2 separate regions of the Sus scrofa genome follow, and region 2 is linked to region 1. A link is a contact called in public Hi-C data. All regions are on one chromosome and are shown on one strand. Each heading gives the region's core, a stretch centred on a gene start, on an enhancer-like site or on the middle of the called end of the contact. The rest is flanking DNA. Distances are from core to core; before and after follow the strand shown. Region 1 holds the start of PEX6 (peroxisomal biogenesis factor 6). Region 2 overlaps PTK7 (inactive tyrosine-protein kinase 7).

Evidence for each region. A called contact is a pair of places that touch in the nucleus more often than the background predicts.
Region 2: a contact with region 1 is called in a Hi-C map of omental adipose tissue, with 2.5 times the contacts expected there. The contact joins the enhancer-like site here to the promoter of PEX6 in region 1. A contact is called at or near these places in 3 of 5 promoter capture datasets (fetal liver, fetal skeletal muscle and liver), 17 of 47 Hi-C or Micro-C datasets (alveolar macrophages, blood, brain and 10 more) and 2 of 2 datasets of contacts at active chromatin or transcription factors (alveolar macrophages and skeletal muscle).

Annotation. Positions count from the first base shown.
Region 1 is chr7:38,049,251-38,054,672 of Sscrofa11.1, reverse strand. PEX6 (peroxisomal biogenesis factor 6) reads left to right here and starts at 2,317. Exons shown (of 17, transcript NM_001110426.1): 1 at 2,317-3,260; 2 at 4,723-4,853. The coding sequence starts at 2,379.
Region 2 is chr7:38,187,382-38,192,948 of Sscrofa11.1, reverse strand. It overlaps PTK7 (inactive tyrosine-protein kinase 7), which reads right to left. Exons shown (of 20, transcript XM_005666019.3): 11 at 4,708-4,857; 12 at 4,440-4,590; 13 at 4,215-4,342; 14 at 2,305-2,508; 15 at 1,408-1,563; 16 at 58-290. Among named protein-coding and RNA genes, the nearest start is that of SRF, 23 kb to the left of the region's middle. Within about 2 kb of position 2,263, at least 12 of the 83 cell types and tissues checked have an H3K27ac peak or open chromatin away from gene starts, as enhancers often do. A contact at or near this core is called in omental adipose tissue, where this site is marked.

The DNA of each region.
Region 1 (5,422 bases), core at 1,068-3,567:
GCCATCAGAGATGTAGGAGGAAAACTGGTGTCATAATAGCAAAGGAAGTGTAAGAGGCTTGGTCAATAGTGTCAGATTCCAAAGAAAGTTTGAGTAAGATCAAGATCAAATGGCATCAACCCGCCATTAAAAGGTTATAGGCGATCTCCGCAGGAAAATTTCAGAAGAGCAGAAGGTTATAGGGGGTTGAAGACTGAACAGGAGATGGAAGTAAAAACAACACATCTAGGCTTCTGACTATCTTCTGTATGGGAGTAATATTTGGCTTTCAGTGACTAATGACAATTGCAAGGTAATAAAGAGTGGATGGCATGCTAACCATTATTTGCTAGGGGAAAAGCTTGGGAGGAAAGGATGTTTATTTTTGGGTGGATATTTGTGTCTGTATGGGTGCTGACCCAGGCAGGACACCAGATGTATTTACCCACTCCTAAGGTCTCAAGGAGCACCACAGCCCCAAGGCCTGGAGCTTTCCTGCTGCCATGTAAAGCAGGCATATCCTCTTTGGACTCCCCCCACCCCAATCCTCCCAGTCCTTGGTCCCTCTAAGTGGCAGGAACTACCAAATGGAAACTTTTATCCTTGTGAATTCAGATACCTAGTACATTCTTGCATGCTGTTTTGAAGATGTGGAACTAGGCATTTTCAGGTTTAGGACTAGAGGTAACCTCCAGGAACTATAATCAAACACTTAAAAAAGTATTTTCTTATCTCTCTAGGGATAAAAATATCTTATAACATGTAAACCTAATAGTCACCCTTTCAGGTTTTCAGAAAATTCTCAGCAATGCAGAATGTACAAGGTAGAAGACTGCTTCAAGATGTAAGAAAGAATGGAGTTCCTGTTGTGGCTCAGCGGTAACAAATCTGACTAGTATCCTTGAGGATGAGGGTTCAATCCCTGGCCTTGCTCAGGGAGTTAAGGATCTGGTGTTGCCGTGAACTGTGGTGTAGGTTGCAGACAAGGCTTGGATCTGGTGTTGCTGAGGCCATGGTGTAGGCTGGTGGCCACAGCTCCGATTCGACCCCTAGCCTGAGAATCTCCATGTGCTGCGGGTATGGCCCTAAAAAGACAAAAAAATTTTAAAAAGATGTAGGAAAGGAGGAGTTCCCATTATGGTGCAGCAGAAACTAATCCAATTAGTATCCATGAGGATGCAGGTTTGATCTCTGGCCTCGCTCAGTGGGTCAGGGATCCGGCATTGCCATGAGCTGTGGTATAGGCCACAGATGTGGCTCAGATCCCACGTTGCTGTGGCATAGGTCAGCAGCTAGAGCTCCGATTTGACCCCTAGCCTTAGAACTTCCATATGCTGCTATGTGTGTGGCCCTAAAAAGAAAAGAAAAAAAAAATGCAGGAAAGGAGAAAGTTGGGTAGTAGCTGGTAGAGAATGCAAAATGCAAGGTCCAGAAAGTACATTGCCACCAACCAACCCAATCATTCTAAATGCAAGTATGTTGTTACTAACTGGAAGTATGGCCAGTCAGTGTCCAAGTGCACAGGACACTTATACGGAGCAGTGGAGGTGGAGCCAAGGATGGATTCTAAGTAACAGCACAGATGTTGGGTTAGTACTCATGACTGAAGCCTTGAACCCCTCTCTTCTGCCTCCTCTGCTGCCCACCCGTCTCTAATGGATCTCTAGTCAGGTAGGATTGGTGGGGGGGGCGAGCAACTGGTTTTGGAAAGATGAAAAAGTAAAGCTCCTTTGTCTTTGCCTCAGGTTTGATGGGAATAGAACAAACAGGACAAGAAACACTGGAACGTGGGTTTTGTGTAGGATGTGTTGGAACAGGTGTGGCAGCACCAAGCACTCCAGGGCTACATGAATCATATGCAGTAATTCAGCCAGCAGCCACTCCATATCCATGAGCACATCCAAGACAGTTTTATAATCTGACTGCTCCCTCCTGCAACCTTCCCCACAACCCCCAAACCTCAGTGCCAACAGTGCCACAGAGTGAACTCCTGCCTAAACACTCTACCTACAGCTCCCAGACGCGGGCAGGAGTTTAGTCCAGGGCATGCTGACCTTTCATTGATCAATCAATAAACTGCTAAGTACATGCTCTGCGGCAGGGTAATTGACAGGACGTTACTCCCCAAGCAGGCGTGGAAGGTAAATCCCTGTAAACACACCTCAAAGGGTGCGTGCGTAGACTACCCGACCACAATTACTGTGCTACTGCCATCAAGACATCAGCCAGACCAGCCCAAGGCACCACCCTCTCTGAGCAGCTCTAGCGCCCTACGCCTCGCCCACTTCCCTCGCGCCTCCCCTGACGGAAGCGGAAGCGGCGTGTGAGCTGCCCCGGCGTCCGGCTTCCCGGTTACGGAAGCTGCGCTCCGCCGTGGAGCTCTTTGGTCTCTTGTCACCATGGCACTGGCAGTCCTGCGGGTGCTGGAGCCCTTCCCGACCGAGGCACCCCCGTTGGCGGTGCTGCTGCCACCCGAGGGCCCCTGGCCTGCGGCGGGGCTGGGTCTGGTGCTGGCGCTGCGGCCTGCAGGGGAGAGCCCGGCAGGGCCCGCGCTGCTCGTGGCGGCCCTGGAGGGGCCAGGCACAGGCACCGAAGAGCAGGGGCCGGGCCCCCCGCAGCTGCTAGTTAGCCGCGCTCTGCTGCAGCTCCTGGCCCTGGGCTCCGGGGCCTGGGTGCGGGCGCGGCCGGTGCGGCGGCCCCCAGCGCTGGGCTGGGCGCTGCTTGGCACCTCGTCAGGGACTGGGCTCGGACCGAGAGTCGGGCCGTTGCTGGTGAGGCGCGGAGAGGCTCTGCCAGTGCCGGGACCGCGGGTGCTGGAGACGCGGCCGGCGTTGCAAGGGCTGCTGGGCCCAGGAACGCGGCTAGCTGTGACTGAGCTCCGTGGGCGGGCCAAACTGGGTCCAGAGACTGAGGACAGCAGCCGGCCCCCACCGCCACCCTTGGTGTCCTCCTTCGCGGCTTCTGGCACGGTCCGGCGACTCCGGGGAGTTCTGGGAGGGACTGGGAACTCGCTGGGGGTGAGCAGGAGTTGTCTCCGTAGCCTCGGCCTTTTCCAAGGCGAATGGGTATGGGTGACCCGGGTCGGAGAGTCATCGATCACTTCCCAGCCACACCTGGCCACGGTGCAGGTCCTAGAGCCTCGATGGGACCTCTCTGAAAGACTGGGACCTGTTTCTGGGCAGCTGGGAGAGCCCCTCGCTGACGGACTGGCCCTTGTGCCTGCCACTCTGGCTTTTAATCTCGGCTGTGATCCCCTGGAAGTGGGAGAGCTCAAAATTCAGGTAGGATACAGGACTGAAGTCAGGAATGCGTTCTCTTCTTTATCCCCCCCTTCTTTGTCTTTAGCTGAACTGGAAGACCAGAGCTATAGAATTTGGGTTCCTTACTCCCTAGATCTTGGACTTTCTGCTTAATGCCTCCTAGGCTTATGTATCCATTCTCTACAATTATGTTGGTGGTGTATGGGAAGAGCCTTCACTATTCCTGTGAAAGGTGAGAGTCACAGTCAAATTACAGATCGAATCAGTTTTTTTGTCCATTTGCTGCTGCGTGTCCAGTATTGTGCTGGGCAGTGTGGAGGATGCTACCTCAGTGCTTATCCTTGACTTCAAGTTCCTTCCTGGCCTTCTGGCCTCCTCTGTTAAGAGCCTACCTTCCTTTCCTTCAAGGCCCATCTAAAGATGCCACCTCCTTCTCAAAGCCTCGTATACTCTCACCACAACAAATTTAACATTACCTCTTCATTTTGTACCTTTCAGGGAGCATTTATTTTATTGTCTTCTTATAATCATGTAATCTGTCTAGTCCTCAATTTTATATTGTAAATTCCTTGAAGGAAAGGGCCCTTTATTATCTTTAGTGCTTAGTATTTCACTTTAATATTTTATGAAATATATCCAAGAGAAGTTTTTGCTTTCTGCCTTTAAGGAGCTTACTTTTAAGAAGATGGTTGTGTTGAGGGGGACAAATATAATCTAATGGTTTTTTGTTTTTTGGGGGTGTGTGTGTGTCTTTTTAGGCATATTGAATTTCGAAGGCCAGGGACTGAATCTGAGCTGCAGCTGTAGCAACACCAGATCCCTGAACTCATGCCTCTGCAGCGACCTGAGCCACTGCAGTTGGATTCTTAATCCACCACACCACAGTAGGAACTGTCTGATGTGTCATTAAGCACCTAGATTATGGTTTAGTCCTGCACAGTCCAGTAGGGAAGCCACTAGCCACTTGGTGGTTCTTTAAATCGGTTGAAACTAAATAAAGTTAAAAATTCAGTTCTGGAGTTCTCTTGTGGCACAGTGGGTTAAGGATCTGGCATTGTCACTGCAGTGGCTTGGGTCACTGCTGCAGCACGGGTTCAATCCCTGGCCCAGGAACTTCCACATGCTATCAGCATGCCCCCCCCCAATTCAGTTCTTCAGTTATTTTAGTCACATATCAAGTGCTCCATAACCACATGTAACTATAGAACATTTCTATCACTGTAGAAAGTTATGTTCGGAAGTGCCGGACCAGGCAGTTAGTGCTACGGAATGTCAAGAAGAGATAGAAGGTGTGCGTGAGTGCAGGTGCGGGTTTCCCTCAGAATGGAGGAAGACTACTGGAGCACCTCACACTGGCGCTCATTCAGCTGCCCCAACCCTTTCAGCTTCAGTCAGATCAGATCTGCTAAGTACAGCTTGGATTCAGAGTGTCCCCACTCATGTCCAATTAATATTCCCAGTGGCTGCCTGATGTCACTCAAAGGACTTGTGGGAATTAAAAGTCTTTACCATTTCACTGGCCCTGGGCCAGCATAAAGGCATCGCAGATTGGTTATCTTTGCTGGTGAACGTTTTGGAGCTGGAGTCAGAAATCTTCCTGGTGCTCATTAGAAGGTGAGGTTTCTGTTTTCTAAAGAAGATAAAGGTGTTCGGCTCTTCTGCTGTAGGTCCCCTCTCCCACAAGCCCTGTGGTTACGGGAAGTATAAAGGATGAAAGTAAAATACTGTTGCTAAGAGGCTGGGCAGAGCTTGACTACTTGGAAGGAGGTTATAAAGTGGTGGTTATTTCTCTAACAGAGGTACCTGGAGGGTTCTAGCACCCCTGAAAACAAAGGAAGCTGCTCAGTGCTGCCCGGGCCTCCGTTTGCCAAAGAATTACACATCGAAATCGTGTCCTCTCCTCACTACAGCACTAATACAAATTACGACCATGTTCTTTACCGGCATTTTCAGACACCCAGGTTAGCTGCTTCCCCCTTTCAGGAGGATGGCATCTCACCCTCATTGCTTTCCTCCTACCCCCAGCCTTGGGGTCAGGTACCATAGAGCCTCTGCTTGTATTTTATTTTTTTATTTTGGTATTTTTACATCTGCAGTATATGGAGGTTCCCAGGCCAGGGGTCAAATCGGAGCTGTAGCCCCCAGCCTATGCTACACCCATAGCTACACCAGATCCAAGCTGA
Region 2 (5,567 bases), core at 1,014-3,513, 140 kb before region 1:
TCCCAGGTCAGAGCACAGCCCTGCCCGAGACTCCCAGGGCCCCTGCCAACAGCATACCAGGTCCACGTACTCCAGCACCATGTAGTGGGGCTCGGCCTCCCGGCACAGCCCCAGGAGCCGCACCACATTGGGGTGGCTCAGCTTCCCGAACATCTCCAGCTCTCTCCGGAAGTCCAGCTGCTGCTGCTCGTCCCGGCTCTGCAGGCTCTTCACAAGCACCAGGGTCTCTGCCACCCCCTCCTCCAAGCCCTGCGCCTTCGCCAGGAACACCTCCCCAAACTCGCTTTTCCCTGCGGGCACAGGTCTCAGTCGGCCAACGGCCTTCACCTGATGTGCAGAGGTACCCGGCCTGTGTCACACAGTAGGGAGTCTCTGCCGCTCCCCCACACTGCCACCTGGACGGGGCAGTGGCCTCAGGGTGTGACCCTGAGCAGCCACTCCTGCTTCCATCCTGAGCTTCTGAGTCTCTGATGGGGAAATGACGGGGTTAGATTAATAGTATTTTTCAGTGGGTAGTTTCTATGAGAATTTTAAGTGGCTCATGGTAAATAAGTCTCAGTTCCTTTTTTTTTTTTTGGTCTGTTTAGGGCTGCACCTGCGGCATATGAAGATTCCCAGGCTAAGGGTCCAATTGGAACTGTAGCTACCGGCGTATGCCACAGCCACAGCAACGAGGGATCTGAGCTGTGTCTGTGACCTACACCACAGCTCACGGTAATGCCAGATTCTTAATCCACTGAGTGAGGCCAGGGATTGAATCTGAGTCTTCATGGATGCTTGTCAGGTTCTTTAACCACTGAGCCACGACAGAAACTCCTCGGTTCCATGTTTTAACCTATGCTTAGAGAAATGTAACTAGCACACATTTGTGACGTCTCACAGTTTTTCCTAGAACAAAGCTAACTTTAGTTAAATTTCTTTTCCAAAGTGAGGGGGAGTCAATCTAAAGAAAACTTTAATTAAATTTCTTTTCTGAGGTGAGGGGGAGTCAATCTAAACAATACATGGGGATGACAAAATCTGTGGAGGTGGTATGTGGGCATGGGGACACGCCAGACCAGGCCTCCGAGATGCTCCCCTCCTGTTCTAAGGCTCGAGGCTTCAAAGGACTCCAGAGCCGCCAGGGCTAATGTAGCCTCAAGACAGAACCAGGAGTGGCCGTTATGGCTCAGTGGGTTAAGAACCCAACAGAGTGTCTGTGAGGATGCAGGTTCGATCCTTGGCCTCACTCCGTGGATTAAGGATCCCCCATTGCTGTGGCTGTGGTAGGCTGGCAGCTGTAGCTCCAATTCAATCCCTATCCTGGGAACTTCCACATGCTGCCAGTAAAGTCCTGAAACGAAAAAGAAAACAACAACAACAAAAAAACAACCGGAGCTTGGGGTGACGGTGGCCAAGGCCACATACCCAGTGTGGTGATGGGCTGCAGGCTGGCCCGAGGGAAGTGCATCTTGTCACTTGTGCTATGGCGTTTGTTGGCAGCTGCAGAGCCGGAGCCCAAGCTGGTCAAGGCTACTTCTTCTTGGATCTCTGCTGAGGGCTGTCCATTCTGCAAAGGTCCGCCTGGGAAAAAGGGGCAGGGGGGAGTCAGGATGAGACCTGACACTGGCCACCACGGGGACCGCAGCTCTTTCCCATAGTCCAGTGCTTCCACCAAAGGGGTCCGATTCTGGTGTTCACGCAAAACCGACACACAGTCTAACCGACGAACTGATGCGGAGACAGGCATCCCTTAGGATGACAACCTTCGCACAAGTCTCATCTGAGTACTGGTCTCTGGACACCATGTGGATTTTGTTTTCCTAGGATCTCCCATGTGCAAAGCTCTAAACAGGCACAAAGGGAAAACCACAACAAGGGAGACCCAGGCTCTGCTCCTGAACTCCTAAACTGGTGGGGGAGACCAGCAATGTCCCGGGGGGCTCCAGTCGGAGGAGAGAGAGGGGAGCAGGGGGGGAACAGGCAGATAGATGGCCCTTGGGGGAACTCTAAGACTAATGGGGATGTGGGGAGGTACAAGATGTGCAAAGCGGCATGAATACCATATAATACTTCAATTACGTCTGTGGTTTAGTGCTGAGAAGACAGGGAAACCAGGAGCCTGGCCCAAGAGGCTCCAATGAGGGAGACTTGAGCCAGGTTGATCAGAAGCCCAGGCCCTGGGAATCAGGTTTCCTGCGGCGGTTGGGGGATTGCAGCTCTGCCCTGGCTCCAGCTCTCAGCGCCGCAGCGCTCTCCTCCGCGGCCACGCGGGGGCGCTCAGCACCCGTGCGCAGACCGGGCCTCCCTCCCAGGGCCCCTCACCGTTGAGGCACTCCATCTCCGGCTCCTCGCCCTCGGGCTGCTTCTGAAGCCGCTTGGCCTTGCAGCGCTTCTTGCAGTAGAACATGAGGCCCAGCACGGCAATGATGTAGGCCACAGCGGCGCCCACCGACAGCCCGATGGTCTGGATCATCTTGTACGGGGGAGGGCTGCCTGGGCCCTCTGACTCCTCAGGCACTGGCTTGTCTGAGACACACACAGACAGGGGTGAGCAGGGGCCGCTGAGGCAAACCCAGCCCCACTTCTCTTCCAGAGCCCCAACCCCACCCCACCCCCACGACAAACTCTCAGACACTTGAGGGCCTGACCACTCCCGGAGGGTCACCACCATCACTGGCTTCAACCAGGGCCAGGTCCTCCGGGCCCACTGAGGCCGGAAGGAACTCTGCAAGAGTTGAGTGAGGCCAGTGATCCCCAAGCTGGCTAGGCATGCAACTGAGAACACGCATGAGAAAACACCTGTCCGCACCACCACAAACCCACCCCTTTTTTTTTTTAAGGGCCACACCCAGGGCATACGGAAATTTCCAGGCTACGGGTCCAATTGGAGGTGCAGCTGCTGGCCTACGCCACAGCCATAGCAACGCCAGATCCGAGCCTCATCTGAGACCTACACCACAGCTCATAGCAATGCCGGATCCCTGACCCACTGATCGAGATCCGCATCTTCATGGATACTAGCTGGATTCATTTCTGCTGCGCCACAATGGGAACTCCCACACTGTTTGTTAATGAGGTTTCTAAGTGACTTGATACTGTCAGTCTGGAGGAGCTACATCTGGGAATTTCTGGTTTGTTTGTTTGTTTGTTTGCTGAGCCCACAGCATGCAGAAGTTCCCAGGCCAGGCACTGAACCCGAGCCACAGCAGTGACAACGCCAGACCCTTAGCCTTTTGAGCTACCAGGGAACTCCAAGGAACTTCTGGTCTAGAATCCCAGCCAGCACCCAGCACAGAGCAGTTTCTTTAAGAAGGGATCTTCTGGTTTAGGGGTTTTCAGGGGTCAAAGGTCCCAGGGAGAAAGAGGTGCCAAGAGGGAGAAAGGCTCAAGGAGGAGGCCAGAGCAGCATCCCCCCAACTGTCACACACACTCAGTGGTTTCAACCAAGGAGGCTGTCGCTGCACAGTACTCATTATAAGTAGAACCTCCAAGCGTGCCTGTCGTGGCTCAGCAGGAATGAACCTGACTAGGATCCACGAGGATGAGGGTTCGATCCCTGGCCTTGCTCATTGGGTTAAGGATCCAGCGTTGTCATGAGTGGCAGTGTAGGTCGCAGATGAGGCTCGGATCTTGTGTTGCTGTGGCTGTGGTGTAGGCCAGCAGCTGTAGCTCTGATTCAGCCCCTAACCTGGGAACTTCCATATGCCGAGGGTGCAGCCCTAGAAAGCAAAAAAAAATGAAATGAAATGAAATAAAATAAAATAAAATAAGCAGAACCTCCCATTTAAACCACTGCCACCTTACAGACAGAGAAACAAGCTCCTGGAGGGGAAGGAATCCCTGCCAGGGCCTAGAACTGGATGGCAGGAGAGGCCAGACCCAAACCCCGGGTCCCTGACCCAGGGCTTTCCACCTGACATCCATCCCCTCTGGGCTCTGGCACAAAGGAACCTTGTGCTGGTGGACGCTGCCCTGATCCTTCCCCGCCTGCCTGGAGGCGGGGTGAGGGGACTAGGAGGCATTTTAGGACAAGAGCACCTCCTTCTTGCAACAGGAACACACATCCCTGATGTGCAGCGTTTAAGTAGCAGCTCAAGTCTAAGCAAGGAGGGGACACAGCCAAATCTCTGTTCCTGCTGCCAAAATGGTTTCAGTGCCTTCTGTGCACAGGGGACCGAGGAGTACAAGGATGAGAAAGAAGCCTGGCCCCACTACCCCTCCAGGGTCCATACCCACGACGTAGAGGGGGGCCTCCGTGTGCTTGATGTTGCAGCTGTTGCCTGCGATGCAGGTGTAGCGGCCCGAGTCCTCAGGGGCCACATCATGGATCACCAGGGAACCGTTCTGGAAGATGTGCATCCTGCCAGGAGAGAAGCCCCAGTATTGCTCGCTTGGGCAGTTCCCAGGAGACTGGGCTGCAGGAGACATGGGATAAGTGTGGGAAGGAGACAGCTTACCTGGGTCCCAGCTTGGTGGGGTCCAGGATGCGGTCTTTGCCCTTCCACTGAATGAGCGGCTTGGGGTCCCCCTGGGCCTCGCACCGAAGCAAGGCCGTGTGGCCCTGGTACACGGTCGTGCGCTCTGGCTCCACCTTGAAGGTGATGAACACTGGATGGGAAAGAGCCCGCGAGGGGCAGAGGGCAGTGAGCAATGGGGCTGGCAAGCTGCAGGCTGCTGCCCCAAGGGGCCCGCCAGCCCTGGCCCCAGCACCCTACATGGCCGCACCTGCCACAGTGAGCTGGACGTGGGCACGGATCTGGCCCTGCAGCCCATTGGAGGCGATGCAAGTGTAGTTGCCGGCGTCATCGCGGGTCACCCTGGAGAAGTGCAAGGTCCCGGCGTTGTCTGTCACCCACTCTGGGAGGCTGCTCCCATCTGTAGGGGCAACACAGGGAAGTGATGGGAGGGACCAGGGTTCCACGGGTGGCCAGGAAGGCCTTCAATCACTTAACTCTGCTGAAAAGCAAGCCACTGCTCCTAGCTACCCACACACAAGGTCCAAACTCCCGCACCAGGCCTTGGGAGTCCCCATGACTCACTCCTAATTTTTCAGCCTCATCGCCTTCTACTGCCCCGTATAACACACCACTTCCACCAAACTGGTTTTGTTTGTTTGTTTGTTTTAAGGGTTGCACCTGCGACATATGGAAGTTCCCAGGCTGGAGGTTGAATTGGAGCTGCAGCTGCCAGCCCACGCCACAGCCACGGCAACGCCAGATCTGAGCCGTGTCTGCCACCTACACCACAGCTCATGGCAACGCCCAATTCTTAACCCACTGAGCAAGAGGCCAGGGATCAAACCTGCATCTTCATGGATACTAGTCAGGTTCTTAACCCACTGAGCCATGACGGTAACTCCCAAACTGGACTTCTGATTGGGCCCAGGACTGGCCTTGTTTTCACCCTCAGTGCCTGTCACTCCTGACACCTAGAACCCATTCCTGCTCTTTGTCACCATCCCAGGCTTCAGACCCATCTCAAGTCCCACCTCCCATAGAAAGCTTCCCAGACACCTGAGCAGAAAGAGCCTGCTTGCTCCTCAGAACCTACAACCCCACTCTCTAAACTCAAGGTAAATGGGAATG